Linked DNA regions of Ovis aries: region 1 is linked to region 2. The links are chromatin contacts, called in public Hi-C maps. All regions are on one chromosome and are shown on one strand. Each heading gives the region's core, a stretch centred on a gene start, on an enhancer-like site or on the middle of the called end of the contact. The rest is flanking DNA. Distances are from core to core; before and after follow the strand shown.

Region 1 (2,700 bases), core at 60-2,559, 180 kb after region 2:
GGACTGAGTCATAGTTATTTCTGTATTTCTCCCTCTGTCATCTGCACATAGATCTTAATTTTAAATGAACTGAAAAGTAATCTCTTTCCCACTTCCCTTAACAGCACTTGAAATTCTACCATTCACGATAATGGTTTCTAGTTACTAAAGGCTTTTTGGACTTACTAAGTGTGCTAAGTTGTTTCAGTCGTGTCTGACTCTTTGCGACCCTGTGGACCGTAGCCCACCAGGTTCCTCTGTCCGTGGGATTCTCCAGGCAAGAATACTGGAGTGGGTTGCCACACCCTCCTCCAGGGGATCTTCCCAACCCAGGGATCGAAGCCATGTCTTTACAACTCCTGCGTTGGCAGGCAGGTTCTTTACCACTTCCTGGTCCCCTATTAAAAATGGAGACGGATGTTTAGGAAGGCTGACACACTTTCTCTTGAGGAATGATAGCTGAGCAGGCCATTGGGCAGATTAGTAAGACGGCCAGAAGGCAACCCCATAACTTACAACAGGACAGGAAGTGCCAGAAAGAGGGCATAGGATGCTGAAAGGTTAAGTAGATGAGTCCAGACACTCATCTTGCCTGAACCACAGTTTTGTCTAAGCCCAGGTAGGGTAAAGACAGGACCTGCACAAGTTCCCAAGAACAAGAAGGTGATCGTGCTCCAGGACGAAGCCAAGCCCTCTTGAAAGGCACCTCCCAGCACAGGGTCGCCCTGCCCCCCGCCTGGTGGTGCTCTCACACCGACAGCAGGGGCGGGAGGACAGAGAGAATGGATCAGCAGCATGTCCCAGTCATTTCTGTCATCATGGGGTTCTGTCTCTTCCCCGCAGCACTTTGTCAGCGAGCGTAAATATGATGAAGAGCTCGGGAAAGCTGCCCGGTTCTCCTGTGACATTGAACAGCTCAAGGCCCAAATCATGCTCTGCGGAGAAAGTGAGTTCTGCATACTTGCTAAATAATTCTGTGTGAGTAAGACTGGCGCTGTTGGAGTCAATATGGGAAATGTCAGGTGTGTGGTCCCCCAGGGGGCTAAAGTGAGGTCTAAAGAAGTTTAATGATCTAAGGTCATGACACGAGTCACTAAAAATGTCAAGATCGGAACTTCGAGTCTTCAAATGCCACTGCCCATCAGTAAATCTCCAGGATTTATTAAGCAGAACAAAACAGGTCAACTAGTTTATACCTTTCGCAAACTTTTCTTAAGCATTGCCGGATCAAGTGTCTCTGATTTCAAAAGTCTGGTTCTACAGAGACCTGTTATGGGAAGAGCAAGTCTCCCTAATAAGTCTGGGAACAATGGGCTATTGTCATGAAAGGCCCAGCTCTGTGTGTGTGTGTGTGTGTGTGTGTGTGTGTGTGTGTGTGTGACACACGCACTGCTCAGCAGTTCCCTAGCCTCTCCCTTAATTAGAGCAGTTAACATGCAACAAAATTGGCTGATTCTTTCCCCCCTGCTCCAGCCCACCCACTGAGGGAGGTGGGAACCTGCATTAAGTGGCTCCAAGGACAGTCACAAGGAGGTAGGAAGGACAGATGAAGGACATGGAATATCCACAGCCTCATAGTGAGCTAAGAAATGGAGATCTGACTGCACTTTTTTTTTTTTTTCAAAGTGGAAATTGCATTTTTTCTCTGAGTATAAAAAATACAATCTTGATCTAAAAATTACACAGCTATATTAAATAGAACACGACATTACTTTTGAGGCTCATTCATACTTTTATGCACATATAATCTATTGTGTAAATTATGCAGTGTATTTAATTATATTGCATCTTATTTACTATACTACATGACATACATATATAGTAAGAGAATTTGCTCTTATCATTTCACAATATATGGTTGACATTTTTCCATGTCAATATATTTTAACCCATAATTTACTTAAATATAATTGACATAAACAGTCCCAGGATTGTGGCCATTTAGGTTGCTTCCATCTTCTCACCATTAAAATAACATTGCTGTGAGCATCCTTGTTCACCTGTCTTTGACAAATATCTGAATTTCTGACTGCCTTTCTTTTAAATTATTTTCTTTTTTTTTCTATATACTTCCTCTCTTATGAAAGAATCTACTCCATTTGCCATTCTCCATCCCAAGATTTTGTAGAAAAAAGCCAGACTATATGATTCACAGTTGGAAATTTAACTACGCAGACTAGTTTCCACTTCAGCTTGATAACGGGCGAGCCCCTGATGCCAAGTGACCCCACCATCTGAGGAGGGGAGGGCAGTGCAGCGTCCTCTGCTCTCCTCCAGAGCACACCAGTGCCACCTAGTGGGAGGAACCATCCCTCACCAAATCCCAAGTGTCCACACTGGAACCCAGCCTCCCATGTTGGGAGACAGTGGTCCTCAAAAGGCCCTTTACTTCTGGGCTTTGTTGAGAGCACATTTGAAGCTCACAGCTACTGAACCCTAGAAAATGACCCTAATAATGACCCCTAGAAAACTGAACATTGTTAGCAAAGAGCCACTAAAATCCCCTGGTCCTGTTTGGACAACCCCCAACATGACCTGACCTGTCAGATGAAGGGCCTGGAGATGCATCCGTGTCATTTCCATTTCTAATGTGCTGTGATCCCTACCCACGCTCCAGATCCTCAGGAAGAATGCTGGGATTAAGTCTAAGCCAACACAGGTAGTAGAGAAAATTGCTTTTCAAAACTGGTGACCATTTTAAAGATCAAAGGTCTTGCTGTC
Region 2 (2,707 bases), core at 24-2,523:
AATTATTTTCTTTTACTTTATAATTGTCTCTTGATGGACTAGGCCTCCATTCCCAGAAGAGAATTAGTTTTAGTCTAATTTGTGTTACAGTGGCTACTACTATACACCCATTCTCCATTTATTTAATTTTCATCACATTCAATGCTTTAATATTTTCACTCGCCATACACATACCAGTTACCTACTTTGCCTTGAAAAAAATCCCACGGACAGAGAAGCCCGGTGGGCTATAGTCCATTGGGTCGCAAAGAGTCAGACTCCACTGAATGGCTAAGCAAGTGTGACTACCTACTTACTGAGAAGTAGCCCTTAAAGGTAAAAGGCCAGGTACAGGCCTCTGAAAACCCTTTCTTCCCTCTGGTCATATCCAGGTCGTGAAGGCTTTCTTCTTTCAGACTTTTAAACAAATTGGCTTTGGAGTCCCAGGAGGTAATGAAGTAGGAAAATGGAATGAAAGGACTGAGTTCAATATTATTTCCAAAGCCCTTCCTAGGAAAACAATAATTTATTACTCATTTTGGAATTCTAATTATGAGGAGAAACTCCTCAAAACTTAAGTGAATTATTTTGCCAGAGGACCTAAAAAATGCATCAAATTCCAAGTCAAATTGTTCCAAGTTACCTTTCCATCTAAATTCGATAAGTAGTATGAAGTTTATCCTTTATATTTGCATATAATACGGCTTCTAGAAGCAAACTTTCTTTTCAGTAGCATCGATGGGGACAGACTGTGTAGGTTCAAATCCTCCCTCTACCATTTCTCCTCTCCTTGACTCAGTTTATCTATAAAAAAAAAAACAAAGTTCAAAAATACTACTTATCTGACTGGACTATTTAAAGGAATAATTGAGTTAATACTTAACAAAGCTTTTACAAATTTTTAAAAAAATTCTATGATCCCATACTCCCATCCAGGATAACAAGAACCACAACAAGTTACATGAGAATTTAAGTTCCTCCACTTTCGGCTCCTTTATCCCTTATTAGAATAGTGTTTTGTCAACATGAGCACATTACGTTAGCAGATTTGAGCTTTGCCAGAAAGGTGTTTGTATCTAATTTCAAATTATGAATTCCTGAACATTGGATGATGTACCACTTGAGAGTCGTAAGGAACTCTGGCCTGCGTATGTCTGAGTTTTGACAGCCAAGGAGCCGCTGAGAAAGTTATTGGTATTGAGAAGAAGGGAGGTGAAGTCACCCTGGAAAAAAAAAAAAAAACAACTGAACTGGAGAGCTGCCTGCATTTCACTCTGCTGCCTCTGGAAGAGGTGTGTTATCTGAAGTGCTTCCATCATGAATAATGACGGAGAAACTGCCTTTACTCTCCGATTACTGTACTTTCAGGCAGAAATCCATGGGCTGGTGCCCACGGCATCTATCTGGAACTTGGTTATCACACACGTTTAGAGCAACCAGTACTCAGCGTGAAAGGCAGTGAAAGGGAGGGGCCGTGACACTTCGGGTGAGCAGCGTTTCTAAGGTCAGACCCAACCCAACCCCCCCTACTTTTTCCGCTGCTGGTTCTTCTGGTCATTTCGGAAGTCGGCTACCTTTGTTTACATGTTGAGCTTGGCTCAGCACTAGAAAGCCTTAGTGCTTTCTGAAAAAGAGAAGACTCTTGCGTTTATAGACAGTGCTGGGGGAGCAAAGTTCCTTCTCCTGGGCAGGGGAGGGTGCCTCTCCTGCAACACGTGCCGGTGGTGGCAACATCTCTGAATCGCACAGAGGCAGCTTAAGTGAGGGAGAGGTTGGGGGAAGGCGAGGAGGGTGGTGTGGGGCAAGCAAGCAAAGTGCGGAAGCTGTATGGGGATTCTTCTAGAAAGTGGGGTGGGAAAGGAGCTAGGGAGGGCGTGTGGAGGGAAGGGATCTGTGTCAGAACGTGCGTGTGAGCGGATACAAAACCCGAGAGAGGCGTGAGCAGCGCTGTGTGTGCGAGCGGGAGCGAGGGGCGCCGGCTCTGGGTGTGTGCGCCTGGGTGAGTGACACCGAGGGGCGGGCTGGCCGGCTGGCCGGCGGGCGGGAGCAGCCTGCGAGGGGCGGGAGTGTCCCTGCGTGGAGCGGGCCGACCCGGAGTTGTGTCAGTGAAGGAATCTAGCCCGGGGGCCGAGCCGGCTGCGCCCTCCGCCGCGAGCGCCGGCAGCGCGGGGCTAGCTCCGGACGGCGCGCGGCCCAGGCAGCGGCTCCTGCACGGCCCGCCCTCCGCGCCGCAGGGGCCGCCACCGCCGCCGCGCCTCCCCCCGGCAACCGCGCCTCCGATCCCCGTCCCCGGTCCGGGACGGAGAGGCCGGCGCTCGGCACAGAGGTAAGCCCGGGATCTCCGGCCGCCGCCGCCTCCCGGGACCCACTCCCCGCCCGCCCGCCGGGCTCGGGCCGGGACGCGGCGGGGCCTGCGCAACCGGGACGGTGGCTGAGCCCGGGCCGCGCGATCCGCAGCCTGAGTCGCCCAGCCCCCGCCGCCTCCCGGGGCGCTGGGTGTGGCCCCCGCTCGGCGCCGACGCGGGCTGGCCGCGCGGACCGGACGCGGAGGTCGCCGTCCTGCCTTTCTCGGGCCGGCACTGGCAAGCGAGCCGGCGGGCGGGAGGAGGCGCCGGGTGCGGCGCACATTCGCGCGCCCAGGGCGAGCGTGTGGCGGCGGCGCTCCGACGTGGACCCGCCCGCCCCGGATCTGAATCGGCCGCGGTCCCTCGCCTGCCCTCCCCTACGC

Evidence for each region. Hi-C and Micro-C count contacts between places; a contact is called where the count stands out from the background.
Region 1: a contact with region 2 is called in a Hi-C map of hypothalamus, with 5 times the contacts expected there. The contact joins the enhancer-like site here to the promoter of SPATS2L in region 2. A contact is called at or near these places in 3 of 16 Hi-C or Micro-C datasets (hypothalamus, skin fibroblasts and tail adipose tissue).

The regions. Positions count from the first base shown.
Region 1 is chr2:202,784,197-202,786,896 of ARS-UI_Ramb_v3.0, forward strand. It overlaps SPATS2L (spermatogenesis associated serine rich 2 like), which reads left to right. Exons shown (of 13, transcript XM_042244055.1): 11 at 823-925. Among named protein-coding and RNA genes, the nearest start is that of KCTD18, 39 kb to the right of the region's middle. Within about 2 kb of position 1,310, at least 15 of the 54 cell types and tissues checked have an H3K27ac peak or open chromatin away from gene starts, as enhancers often do. A contact at or near this core is called in hypothalamus, where this site is marked.
Region 2 is chr2:202,605,540-202,608,246 of ARS-UI_Ramb_v3.0, forward strand. SPATS2L (spermatogenesis associated serine rich 2 like) reads left to right here and starts at 1,274. Exons shown (of 13, transcript XM_042244055.1): 1 at 1,274-1,465.